Regions from separate parts of the Mus musculus genome. Here region 1 is linked to region 2. A link is a contact called in public promoter capture Hi-C data. All regions are on one chromosome and are shown on one strand. The core of a region is the stretch at or near the end of the contact, and the rest is flanking DNA. Distances in the headings are between cores, read along the strand shown.

Region 1 (7,665 bases), core at 1,590-4,089, 2.0 Mb after region 2:
CTTGTTAGACCAACAGTAGGAGCTGCCTGCGAATTGTACCAGGAGCCTCCATCCCTCTGATTGCAGACCCTTGAAGTCCCACTGCCTCCACCAAGTGTGATCACCAAGACACTGTGGCCACCTGTACCCGGAGCAGTCACAGGCTTATAAATCAAACCCTGAGCCAGGCTCTGCTGGCCACGCCTACCCACAGCCCACCTAAACTTAGGCAAGCCAGGGCCCCGGTATAGCCCCCAACTGCTCATCCAGACAATATCTGGGCCTCTGACATCCACCAGCTGGCTCAGCAGATGCTCTGAGAATAATGTAGAATGCTTTCCGGACTTGAACTTTTGGCTGAGACCTTCTCAATACCACAGGAACAAAAAAGAGAATATCTCTTTTCCTAGTCCAGACAGAGAAACAGAGAAATAGAAGACAAGATCCCTGGCCTGAACTCCATTCTTGCTTTATCTCAGCCACACCAGGCAAATCAGACAAGTCCCACTCAACAACTGCACAGAACTAATGTTCACCCCCCCCCCAAGACACAGCTGACTTTGCCCAAGCTGTGAACAACCCAAAGGTCCTTCCTCAGATGAATAGAGAATAGAATGGTGGTATATCCATTCAGTGGAATAGTACTCAGCAGTTAAAAGGAACTATAGCTATAGTAAAGACTGTGTGGATGAATCTAACATCAAATTGATCAAAAAGGGCCACATCAAGAGAACACGTTGAACTGCACCATTCAACTGTAACGGGGTCCAGAGACAAATTGAACCTACATGAACTAAAAACAAAGATGAGGATAAGGATCAGGCTCAGAATAAAGGTTGCCTTGGTGATGGGCGGGTGAGGTTACTGACTGGGAAGGAAGGTGAGGGATCTGGGAATCTTTATGTAGGTAGCAATTACCTGAGGTGTACCCACAACTAAAAGCATGCTAAGCTTACGCTTAAAATCAGTCTATGTCATACATGTAATACATATGTAATACATATGACATTTGAGATACATGATTTGAAGTTGGCCTCTTACTAACAGAATCCATTGCTGTTCAAATTATAACTGATATTTTGCCTGAAAGTGTGGTCACCTCAAAGCGAGGAGCTGAGACACCCCTCTAGCCCTTCAAGAACTGTCGCAAATCATGCTGTGTAGTCCCATCTCTCTGCCTCACTTCGCCGCCTGTTCCTTTACAATAATTGAGCTCTACCAAGGGACCTGATCCTACAAGAATAATTGTCTGTGGCAGATAGTATGTGCTCATTAAAATGCCTAGTGATTGCCTAAGGTACATGAGACACACCAGATCTGACAGCCCCAACCAGATACCATCTCAGCAATGGTATGCTGCCCACCCCAAACCAAACCCAAGCTCTCTCCATCACTGCAGCTCTGAGCCTCCTCCTTTGACACAAATCACAGTAGCTGTACAGTAGCAGAATCCAGAGCTGCCAGTGCAGTGCCCACTCCCTGAGCCGCCCGCTGGCTCCTTTTCAGGTCACCTCTGCAGACCTGCACTGTCCTTGCCAAACCTCAGTTGGAGAGGGCCACGTGAGCTCCCAGAAAACATTCTCTCAGGTGTAATGTTTAATCTAGACTCTTCCCCCCCACCCCCCGCAGGGGCTCCCTGCCCTGCTGGCAAAAGGGACACCCACAATCCTCCTGCCCCACCTCTGTCCAGACCTTCCAGTTGGATCCTGGCGAATTCAACCTTGGACTCTTCTTCAGCCCCGAGTCAGTAGGGGAAGTGGCTTAACCCAGCCTCACCTGTGCATGGGGCCAGGTGGGTGAGGAGGCCGGAAGTGGATTTATGTCCAATTCTGCAAAGCTCCCATAGGAGAGAGGGGGCTCGAAACACACTCCACCCACAGGGCTTGAGAGCAATGCCTTTTGCGAGTGGGAGGGGTGGGTCTCTTTTCCTTAAGAGCGCTCTCTCTCTCTCTCTCTCTCTCTCTCTCTCTCTCTCTCTCTCTCTCTGTGTGTGTGTGTGTGTGTGTGTGTGTGTGTGTGTGTTTGCTAAGTTTCCACACCCAATACTTTCTTTTGGAAGATACTTCATAGTCATAGGTGGCAGAACCACAGAGCCCAAGTCTGACACACGGGCCACCAGGAGTTTCTCTTTCATCTTGTCAACCGCCTCAGGCAAGGGGGTTTAGTTCCAGCCCCTCCCTAGTCTGTGGGGCTGGGTAGAGAAGGTCTTCTGAACCTCACTCAGTTCACTGGAGTCCTCAGCGTGCCCCCATCATCCAGAGCCTCTCGGGACTGACGCTGTGCCCCACTCCAGGTCCCCAGCCCCATAGCTACTTCGGAAGAGCTTTAAGTCTGGCTTGTGCGCACACAGCACACAGTGGCACTTTCTCCTGGCCCTGACCCGGGCCACCGCCCCCCAAGACTCCACGTACAAACTTCTCTAAACTACCGGAGGCGGTAGGAGGGGGGTGATGGTCCCCTGCTGGGAATGGGGTGCACACACGCGCGTGCCCACACGCACACGCGTGCACACACACGCCCACGCACCGCCCCACCCCCTGAGCTCTGCAAACCCGGCGCAGGCCAGCCACACCGGCTCCGGGGCGCACGGGGGGAACCAGCCGGGCCCACGCTTGGTGGATACGGGCCCTCCGGGGAGGCCGGGGCCGCGGTACCTTGCAGGTTTTGCACACGGATGTCGCTGATCTGCCCGATGAGCTCCTCGCGCTGGAACCAGTCCCACTCCTGAGCAGCCATGGAGCGCGCGCGGCGGGCCGGGGCGGCGGGCGGCGGGCGGCGGGCAGCGGGCAGCGAGAGGTGGGCGGCTAGCGCGGGGCTGGTGGGCGGGCGAAGGGCCGGCCCCGCCGCGGGCGGACGGGCTGGCGGGCGGGCGCGGGCGGCGGAGCGGGGCGCCCGGCGCGCGCTCACTGCCCGGCGGGGGCGGGGGCCCCGGGCGGGAGGGAAGAGGGCGGGGCGGGGCGGGAGGAGCCGGCCTCAGGACAGTCCTTTTTTTTTTTTTTTCCTTTTTTTTCCTCCCCCACCCGCAGGGTGGGTGTTGGTTGGATTGTTTGGTCGCAAACGCACAATGATGAGGCACAGGGGGGTCGCAGCCCATAGATTGTGATGTCTTGAGGGGGTGGGCCTGGTGACGCAAGCCAGGGTGCCCCTAGCGCTGGTCCAGGATGTCTGCCCCTTCCCTATCCTGTCCCTTCTAGTCGCAGTAGGAACTCCTCCTATGCCTGGATCATCTCCCTGCTAAAGGCAGCTAAACCCTGTCCATCTCTGATCCCAGGACCATGGAAAGTGAGTGATGGGCTAAGTGATGTGGAGATGGAGTTTCCTATAGAGCAGGAGTTGGGGGCAGCGGGAGTGGGAGGGGGGATCCTTTCTTGGTTTAAGAGTAAAGGCCACTTCCGGTTCTCTCCAGCTGTTGGGAGAAACAGCTCTCCTCCCAGAAATGGGTTCCTTTGGGGTCTTGGCCACAAGAAATCTGGTGCTTTATCGAAACCCCAAGGACAGGCTGGGCAATGGCTCAGGTGGTTCCCTGCTTGCCTCGCACGCAGGAAGCCTTGGGTTTGATCCCATGCGCAACATAAACGGGGTCTTTGCATAATCTGTGGTCCTAGCACTCTGGAGATGGAGACAGCAGGAGAAGTTCAAGGTCATTCACAGCCACCTGGATGAGTTTAAGGTCATCCTGGGATACCTGAGACAGAACAGGCCTTTGTGGTTCCCACTCTGGGCCCCTGTGTCTTTTAACCTGAGAATTCTGGAGCTTATCTTGTTTGGGGCTCCACAGGGCCTGTGTACTTGCAGCCAACTCCTTTATCGGTTAGCCAACAGAAAATCTGGGAGTTTGTCTAAAGTGAGGAATGACTTAGGGGTACACAAGTCCCAGTGTCTTGCTCTCTGTTCAGATCCTACCTACAAGAAAACCAAGTATGCCATTGGTAGGATGAATGCCCAGAGGGAGAAAGTGCGCAGAGCTCTCTGAGTATGGAGACTCACCGAGGCCTGCTGACCATTGCCATGTCTGTGGAAAGCCCAGCAATGAGCAAGCAAAGATGAAGGCCACAGACATGTCTCCTGGGAGAAGCGGGCCCTGGGGGGGGGGGGGGCAATGAGAAGACCCTTAAGTCATTTGTGTTTAACCCAATAACCAGCTGAGATGACAATCCCAGATCAAAGTGATCTTCAGAAAGGGGGACATTGTCAGCTGAGGGCAAGGAGCCAGGGTGGAGGTAACATCAGCAAGGGTCCCATAAAGCCTGACCCTGAAGCTGAGACTAAAGGAAGGGAGAGGCCCACCTCCCCAACCCCCCAGAATCCAACCCCCAGGACCAGGCATCCACCCAGCAGAGTAGATCATGATCTCAGTGCAGATCATGGGTGTCTGAGGCTCTCACTAGACCACTCTGTCCCTGCCTGGATTCAAGGTTACGCTATAGAGCCAGGTCCAGTTAACATGCATGGTCTCACCTCTCCTCCACAAGGCATCCCACTTGAATTCGATTTCTATCTTTGCTGTGGGTTGAAAATCATTTCCTTCACAAAGCCAAGTGCTAAGAAAGTCAGCTTCGTTGTCTCCATTGTGAGATGGCCAATAGAGAACTTGACTCAAAACAGTATGTGGTTGAAAAATGATCAGAAAGGACGGGCTATCTGTGATGCCTATTCTTGGGAATGACGGGGAAGGAGGCCTGAGTCACTGCTGATTAAACACCAACTGTAAACCTGATGTTTCTTTGAATCAAAATGGAAGGAATTTTAGGTGGTTTTCCAAATGGCCTGGGAGCCAGAACTCACTGTGAAGCTGAGCCCTAACAGCACCTGGATTGTCACTGAATGAATAGGATCTCCTACAGGACCTCTAAGGGCGTTGGGAGCACACCTGGTCTCTCTCATTGGTCCTTGGGCTTATACCCTCACCTGTCAATTATAGTACTCCACTTCGATCTATCGCTACAAGTTGCTGCAGGTCCTGGCTATCACCAGGGCTTGTGGTCTGGTGCGCTCTGTCCCTCTTGGATTCATGTTTGGAAGCCTGCCCAGCCAGCATGGTGATTTCAAGAGGCTATGAGACCCTAAGAGGTGTGGCCTCCTGAGGGGTCTTAGGTCTCAGAAGGAATTAAAGTTGTTGTCGTGGGACCCCAGCTGTTGTCACAAGACCAAGTTACCACAGAACAAGTAAGCTGGGGTATCAGAGGGTTGTAGTAGCACTTACCTGCTATGCACAAGGTCCTAGATTCCAAACCCAGCACCACCAAGGGTGATCCCTCCAGCTCCCTTGCTTCCTGGTTTGTGGGCAGTCTCTCCCTGTCACTCAATCCCACCATGATGTCACCACTGCAGTGAGAGATTGCCAGGAGCCTCATCGTGACCGTGGCTATGCCACATGCACTTTAAGCCCTTTCAAAATGGAACAAAACTCCCATTTGTTAGTCACAGAAACAGAACATGGACCGATAAACATGTCACCTCCAGGCCTTTACCTAACTCGTCCCCTGTGACACAATCCCCGGCTCCTCCCTTTCTCAGCTTATGCCTCCTGAATCCCACTCACCTCAAGAGCACCTTCTCCATCACCCTGGCCTGCTGGGTGACTGACTGGTGCCAACCTGGCGCTATTTGGTATACCCTCCTAAACCCTGCTGGCCCATGTCTACACAGCATGAGCATAACATTTCCTTAATGGCTTTTCCTCAATCACCCATGAGGTCCTAAAGAACACAGCCGAGTCTTAGCCATTTTCTCCACTTGACCCTGAAGCACGGTGCCTGGCACAGAGGAAGGTCTCAAGTACCACACACATGAATGGCCCTTATTGTAAGCTTGGAAAGCAGAGGATTGCTGTGACCAACAGCTGGCCTTCATGACCGGGTCCAAGCAAGCTTCTGAGAAGGCAATCAAGACATGTTTGCTTAGCTCTCATGGCAAAGCACACCCCGTGGAGAAACAGGCACCAGTGCCAAGAGAGGACTACCCCTTCCTCAGGCACGTCCAGCCTTCTGGAGGGTGTGGACTTTGGGGGGAAAACTGGGCATTTGGCCTCTCGCATGATTGAACATCTCTCTCTCTCTCTCTCTCTCTCTCTCTCTCTCTCTCTCTCTCTCTCTCTCTCTCAGACATTTTTGGGAAAGGAAAAGTACTCTGCCTACAGGCTTGGCTTCCTGGAAGTTCCCAGCAACTGATTTTTCTAGATGTTTCCCAGTTCTTCCAGAATCTTGGTCATTGTGTAAAACTGACTTTCTCCTGAAGGGAAAGACTTGGGAGGATTGCAGAGACCTACCTGGCCCCTGCTCCTGGGGACTGATTAATGCAGGCAGGAAGGGTAGATACAGGTTTCCTTCTGTGGTCCAGCCTACATGACTGTCATGTGGATTCCAGACAGTAAAGGATTAGGTAACCCCAGTGTTCCTGTGCAACCCCACTGGGAGGGGTGGGAGGAGCCCAAGAGAAGGGAAGCTGCCCTCTCTGGAGACAGCCACTTCCCTATCTTCTTCATTGTTGTGACAAAATGCCCGAGCAGAACTTGGGCGGAAGAATTTATTTAGGCTCATGGGTTTGCAGGTTTCCACGGTCATCTGGCTCTGTGGCTGTGAGCCTTAGAGCATCATTGTAGAAGAAAGCTATTCAGATAATGACATCTAGGAAGAGGAAGGACCTCCAGGAAGGAGGCCACATCCTTGGTGACTCACTTCCTCCTGGTCTCATTCCTCTCTTCCCGCAACCTCCAAGGAGGCCACCATATTGTGACTCCTTCAAGGGATCAGTTGCATCAAGGGATCAATTGATTGATTGATTCCATCAGAGCCCTTGAGATCCAACCACCTCACCAAAGCCCACCAGGCAGGGACCATGCCTTTAACTCCTGAGCCTTCGAGTTACTTCTCACCCAAACCACACCGTCCTCTTATGTGTAGACAGCCTTTGTCAGCTCAGAAGGGATGCCAGAGGCCAAAGAGGTAGAAATCCTTGTTAGAGGAGCTTAAGTCACAGCCTGCCCCAGGTTCCAAACAGAACTCTTTGTCCTGTACTCTCACTCTCGACACTGGAGAACTGACAGTGTTCTCCAATGTGACTGGAGAAAGACCTGGGCCATAGGCCACACTAACACTTGGTGATATATATATATATATATATATATATATATATATATATATATATATATATATGCATGCTTATATAGTTTAAAAAAAAATTTTTTTGAGACAGAGTTTCTCTGTATAGCCCTGGCTGACCTGAAACTCACTTTGTAGACCAGGCTGGTCTCGAACTCAGAAACCTGCTTGCCTCTGCCTCCCAAGTGCTGGGATTAAAGGCGTGCGCCACCACACTGGGCAGTTTAAAGTTCTTATCTCAATCAAAAAAATCTCTATACTAGGGGCTGGTGAGATGGCTCAACAGGTAAGAGCACCTGACTGCTCTTCTGAAGGTCCTGAGTTCAAATCCCGGCAACCACATGGTGGCTCACAACCATCCGTAACGAGATCTGACTCCCTCTTCTGGTGTGTCTGAAGACAGCTACAGTGTACTTACATATAATAAAAAAATAAATAAATCTTTTTTTTTAAAAATCTCTATACTAATCAGAAAGCTAAAACCTCCAGGAACCCAGATGAGTAATTAGAAAGCCTGTAAACCCAGAATTCCAGAGACTGACAGAAGGACTAAGAGTTTGAGGCCAGCTTTGGCTGCATAGCAACA
Region 2 (6,678 bases), core at 2,610-5,109:
AAGGACTAGAGGAAACAGCCATGGAAATTCTGCAAAGTGCCGAAAAAGGGAAGAAAAATGAACAGTGAGAGAATAATTAAAAACCACAGATGACTCACCAAAAAGAGCCAAGAATCTATTTAATAGGAATCTTAGATTAAGAGCAGAAAAGCAGACAACCATCTCTTGGAGTTAAAGTAAGATTCAGCTTAAAATGCCTGATCTATTGCTAATTTATATGAATGAAAAAAACATATATGTATCCAATTTCTGGAGAAATCTCACAAGTCTAAAGAAAAGCAAACTCTAAAAAGGAGAAAATAGGAGTTACATCAAATAATGACAATACATTATATGGTGGTCTGAATGAAAATGCCCCCTATTGGCTCACAGGGAGCTGCACTATTAGAAGGTGTGGCCTTGCTGGAGTAGGCATGTCACCAGCAGTGAGCTTTGAGGTTTTAGATGCTCAAGCCAGGCCCCGTGTCTCACTCCTGTCCTGCTGGTTTTGATCTGGATGTAGAAATCTCAGCTACTTCTCCAGTACCATATCAGCCTGCATCCTGCCGTGCTTCCATCTGTGATGATAAGGGACTAAACCTTTGAATTGTAAACAAGCTTCAATTAAATGTTTTCCATTATAAGAGTTGCTATGGTCATGGTGTCTATCACAGCAATAAAACACTGACTAAATACATTAAATTGGCTTATTAGTTGTTAGGAAAACCAAAGAATAATGACTTTAAAAAATCATGGAGTGAAGACATGGCCTAATGGTTACAAGCACACATTGCTCTTTCAGAAGACCAGTTTGGTTCCTAGCATCCATTTGGGGAATGGGATGGGGAGTCACAACCTCCTATAAATCCAGCTCAGTGGGCCCAGTGCCCTCTACTGGCTTCTGCTAGTAAACACACACACACACACACACACACACACACACACACACACACAGATTCATAAAAAAGAAGAAATGTTTTAAAATCAGAAACTCCCAAGGTATAATGATTTTAAATTGAGAATTCTTATAAGCCCACTATATCAGAAACATAGATGAACTTGCTTGTGTTTTTCTACGATGTCAGAATTTATTGTTTAACAAATAAATTCACATAGTGTCTTAGTTAGGGTTTCATTGCTGTGAACAGACACCATGACCAAGGCAAGTCTTATAAAGGGCAACATTTAATCGGGGCTGGCTTACAGTTTCAGAGGTTCAGTCCATTATCATCACAGCTGTAAGCTTGTCAGTCTGCAGGCAGACACAGTGCTGGAGGAGCCAAGAGTTCTACATCTTGATCCAAAGGCAGATAGAAGAAGATTCTCTTCTGCAGGCAGCTAGGAGAAGGGTCTTTCCACACTGGGTGGAGCTTGAGCATAGCACCTCAAAGTCGACCCCCACAATGACATACTTTCTCCAACAAGGCCACACTTCCTCCAATAAGGCCACATCTCCTAATAGTGTCATTCTCTATGGCCAAACATTTAAACCACCACACACAATATGGTGGCCTCATTGGGAGCAATTTGCCAGATGCCCCCTGTTTTCCTTGATAGCCTAGGCCCAGGTAAATACACATTCTTTTATCCCAACCTCAATTATTAATATTAACTCTCATATCACACGTTACATACCATACAGTAAGTCATCAAGTCATCACCTGTGTATCTATGTATGTATGAATGTATGTATGTATGTATGTATGTATGAATGTATGTATGTATGTATGTATGTATCTACATTACAGAACGACTACAAAGGGTTAATAGTTCAAGAGTTTTCACTGACAGAAATGCAAGAATTCCCCCACACTTACATGTGTGTGTGTGTGTGTGTATGTGTGTGCACGAGTGCTCACATGAACATGCACATGGGAAGGGGTTGGAAGGTGTACCTAACCAAACCAACCTGGAGAAGCTGTTGTGGCTGAAGGGTCAACGTGAGCTATAGAGTTGGGTTCAGCTACAGAGATGAAAGGGCAGAATCAGATCCAGATAAACGAATGGCTGAAGGGAACCTTGGAGGAATGATAGAGGGCAATTTAAGTAGGCCTTATCAACAGTGGAAACCAAGTCCAGTTGATGTCTCTTCTTGTCCCTTCCTTGCCACATACTGGTGGTCACATGACAGGTTGGGAGAGCTATCACTCTCTCAGTACAAGTTGTTGACCTCTTTATGAGGTCTAGATGAGGGACTAACAGCCCGTCATTGCCCTGCTGAGTCCAGTACGTCATTTGGCCTGGTTTTCCTGATATTTATTTATTTATTTATTTATTTATTTATTTATTTATTTATTATTTACTTATTATTTATTTATTTATTTAATGTATGTGAGTACACTGTTACTGTCTTCAGACATACCAGAAGAGGGCATCAGATCTGTGTACAGGTGGTTGTGAGCCACCATGTGGTTGTTGGGATTTGAACTCTGGACCTCTGGAAGAGCAGTGAGTGCTCTTAACTGCTGAGCCATCTCTCTAGCCCCTGATATGATTTTAGTATATCCATGTGCCTTACAGTTTCAACCCACTCCTAAAAAAAATGTATAGAGCAGCACAATACACTTTCTACTCCCCAAACAAGGCACTTATTATCTCAAAGGTTATTTATACAATAGGCTTGCAAAAGAAATATTTATGATATTAAATTTCAAAACTTATAATAATCTATTCTATTTTTCTATTGATGAATACAAATTTAGTTGTTGGTGATTTCTCATCTTCTCTTCTGGGCCCAGATTCTCTGTACCGTGAATCTTTTTAACATCATCATCATCCTATAAAATTTCTTTCTTTCTTTCTTTCTCTCTCTCTCTCTCTCTCTCTCTCTCTCTCTCTCCCTCCCTTCCTTCCTTCCTTCCTTCTTTCTTTCTTTCTTTCTTTCTTTCTTTCTTTCTTTCTTTCTTTCTTTTTAATGTTTTTTTTTTGAGACAGGGTTTCTCTGTGTCCTGGAACTTGCTCTGTAGATCAGGCTAGCCTCTAACTCATTGATCTACCTGCCTCTGCCTTGGGATTGAAGGCGTGCACTATCACTCCTCAGGTTAAAAACCTGATCTTAGTCTTGTCTCTCTTTTCTCTTTTAGTTCCTTTGTTGCCTTCCCTCCCTCATCCCTTCTCACCCCCTCCTTTCTTTCTCACACAGCTCAGGCTGGCCTCCTGCTCTAACCTTAGCCTAGCATGCAGGGCCTTGACCTCCCAACCCCCTGCTTCCAAACTAATGCTGGAATTACAGATGTGGTCCACCATGCATGGCTTTTCTCTGTTCGTTTGTTTTCATTGTTAAGAATTAGTTTACAGGTAGGGAAGAAGAGTTATCAGCAAGTAAAGCAAGGCTAAAATAGACGCACATTTACTTTGCTCTGGTTTGTGAAAGGATGAGCTATAATGGTTTTAGTTCATTTACTGATGTAGTATGCATGGAGCCCGGAGTTAAAGCGTCAGGATCACAAAAACTAATAGAAAAGGAAGTTAAAAAAAAAATACCAGGAACACGATCTATGGAAATTTTAATTTATATTCTAGAGCAGTGTAAAAATGGTATGATATCTGCTATTGACTAAAAGCAACGGAATACTGAGCAATAGCTATAGATGTTGGCAGCCAATGGTCCCTCACCTTGTGTTAGGAGAAGAAAATCAGAAAATCCTGAGTGTGGCTTTGGGACTGAATAGGTTTGGCAAAGAGTTTGGGAGAGGGCAGGAAGCTGGACTTGTGAGGACATAGGTGGGAAGAAGGTAGAGAGTGGCAGGGCCAAAACACATACAGCGGAGAAGCAGGGTCGGGTAAGAGCTCAAATTCCATGCAAAGGGCTTGAGTGGATGGTGCGCATGCTCAAACCAGCTGCCCGCCCTTTCCTCGCGCACACTTTACCAACGGCCTTTGACTCCGACACTGGTGGTCTCCGGTTTGCTCTGTCTCAGTGGCCCTTTTCTGACCTGCGATGTCTCGCCTGCTGCTACTCTGCTCTTCGCTCCTCCGCCACCGTGCAGTCCTGTTCTCGAAGCCTGGCCACCCAGGCCGCCTCAGCCACTCAGAAAGCCCACAAAAAAAAATCCTGTCGCCCACGGTGAGGTAGAACCCACTTAACGGTCCAAATGGGTGTGGAGGGGGGAGTGTGTGGTGTGTGTGTGTGGTTGTGTGTGTGGTTGTGTGTGTTGGCAGCTTCAGTTGTGGGGTCACTTTGGATGGCGGTTCAGGGCGAGGATGAGAGTCCCAAGTAGGACCTGGCTCTCCATTATGGAGGCACAGGGTCCTCGGTTCACTCCAGGGTAATCTACCTGCCTGGTGGCCAAGACATAGCATTTTCTCTAAAAACTGGTGGAGAGACGCTAGACATAGTTGAGCTTCCAGAATCCAGAGGTCAGAAACCGGCAACTATTGAAAAAAAATGAGTTTTTGAAAATTCAGTTGAATACAAATGGAACACGTTGCAGGACCCAAGACTTTTTTTTTTTTTTTTGGTCATATGACAAATTTCACAGCATACTTTTGTGGATGTGTGCACTAAAGTGCAGGTATCTGAAGAGGCCAGAGGTGTTGGATCTGGAGCTAGAGTTGACTATGTCCTGCCTGATGTGGATTCTGGCAACCAAATTTAGGTTCTCTGCAAGAGTGGTATAAAGTTTTAGCAGATGAGCCATTTCTCCGACCTCTGAGAAAGATCTTTAGCTGGGTGTATAAGGAAGGGGAAACACCCAGAGTTTTGTGCATAAAAGCCCACAAAGTCGGTGTTCTGCTGCCAACCTCCACGCCTCTGCCCATAAGCCGTTTTACTAGGCAGTGGGCCATACTCATTAATATTCCTTTTCTTCTTTTCCAGGAATCAGCTGTTGGGATTGTCGTGTTTTTTACGACCTTTTACATCCCAGCTGCATATGTGCTAAGCAGTCTGAAGTATTTCAAAGGAGAGTAGATACAGGATGTCCAGGAGCAGCACGGCATGGCTCCTTTAAATGGGAAAAAGTGCCTGTTTGAACCTCCTCTGACGAGTTAGTCCTATAACTGTCTGTGATGTTCTACACTTCGGTTTGTTTTTGGACTGTGCATCATATGGACGACGAACATAATCTGCTTAAGTGTTAAATAAAATGGAAACACTTGTTTGTGCTTAGTATTGCTTTCTTTTTTACTTATTTTGTTTTGGCTTGAAATGCTAGGTAGCCAACCCAAGTGCTCGTGCGTGGGAGACACTCTACCACTGAGCCACAACCCCGGCAATTGTCTTCTGAATATTATTAAAGCTGACAAAAATTTATTAAAATTACAGTGAGAAAATTTATAAAAATTACAGTGAGAAAAAAATCAATGAGGATTGTTATGAAAGGTTGCATCAAAAGTTTTGTGGATGTTGAGTACGTGAATCTAATAACCTCAACTGTGAAAGATTAAACAGGCTTTGAGGCCATGGCGGTTTGAATGAAATGAGCCCCCACAGCCTCAGAGGGAACGGTACTATTAGGAGGTGTGACCTTGTTGGAGGAAGTGTGTCACTGGGGGGTGGGCCTTGAGGTTTCCAGTGCTCTGTCACTCTTTCTTTGCTGTCTGCCTAATAGAGGCAGAACTCTCAGCTACCTGTCCAGTACCACGCCTGCCATGCTTCCTGCCATGATGACAATGGACTGAACCTCTGAACTGTAAGCCAGCCCCAGTTAAATGTTTCCTGTATAAGAATCGCCATGGTCACAGTATCTCTTCAAACCAAGATAAGGGTATTATACATTTAGCTATGTTTTTCATGTTTTGCTGGTCCCATTTTTGCTGTGAGAAGATTGTGTGTGTGTGTGTGTGTGTGTGTGTGTGTGCGTGTGTTCTGGGAATGAAGCCCATGGCCTCTCTGTGTGCTCCAGCCCTGAATTTCAGTTCTGTAATGATTCATCTTTTCAAGGCTTGTTTACTACCTTCATGTAGTCACTCTCTTAATTTCTAATTTTGTTATTCTTAATTATCTTTCAAGTTTGGCACATTAGATGTATACACAGCCGTATTCATCATTTTTATTATTGCTGTAACCAAATCCCGACAGAAGCATGGTAAAAAGGGAAAGACTTACTTTGGCCCAGTGGTATCCATCGTGCTTTGGGGATAGTGTGGCAAGGCAGAGCAGAGCATTCCACAGTCATGGTGGCCAGGAAACAGAAGGGTGCCGCTGAAAGTTGGGAGAACATAACCTCAAGGCGCTCAGCCAGTACCTCCTCCAACGAGGCCCCAACTTCATCTCCCAGTGATTTCCTTTACTACGAATCCATCAAGGGATTAAACCACTGACAGATTGGTGCCTTCAGTCCCTTCACGGAAGCCCATCAACATGAGGTTATCGAGGGGGGACGTTTCATATTCCAACTAAAAATACCTTGTATTTTTTTATTTTACAAGTGATGTATTTGTGTGTCATGATGTAGCAGTCAGAGAACAACTTCTAGGGGTCAGTTTTCTTCATCCACCACGTGAGTCCTGGGGGGTCACACATGGGTTGCCAGGCTTGGTAACAGTGCCGTTGGTCACTGAGCCTCTCACTAGCCTTCCTGTGAATTTTCAGTTTACTGTGTAGTTATGGTGTGACTGAACAGCACTGTTCAACTCTAAGCCTCGATTTCCTTACCTATGTAATAGGGACTTAGAACTACTCATTTGAAGGGAATGTGTGGAGATTAGTTAAGTTGGTAAACAAAGATAAAATAGTTTTCAGCATAGTGCCTGCAA

The links. Promoter capture Hi-C pulls out the DNA fragments that hold promoters and counts their contacts.
Region 1: a promoter capture Hi-C map of stem cell-derived epiblast-like cells shows a contact between it and region 2, with 3 times the contacts expected there. The contact joins the promoter of Clmn here to the promoter of Cox8c in region 2. A contact is called at or near these places in 2 of 39 promoter capture datasets (pre-B cells and stem cell-derived epiblast-like cells).

What each region holds. Positions count from the first base shown.
Region 1 is chr12:104,862,237-104,869,901 of GRCm38.p6, forward strand. It overlaps Clmn (calmin), which reads right to left and starts at 2,840. Exons shown (of 14, transcript NM_053155.2): 1 at 2,634-2,840. The coding sequence starts at 2,715.
Region 2 is chr12:102,895,447-102,902,124 of GRCm38.p6, forward strand. It overlaps Cox8c (cytochrome c oxidase subunit 8C), which reads left to right and starts at 3,860. Exons shown (of 2, transcript NM_001039049.1): 1 at 3,860-4,045; 2 at 4,799-5,088. The coding sequence starts at 3,920. The coding sequence ends at 4,891.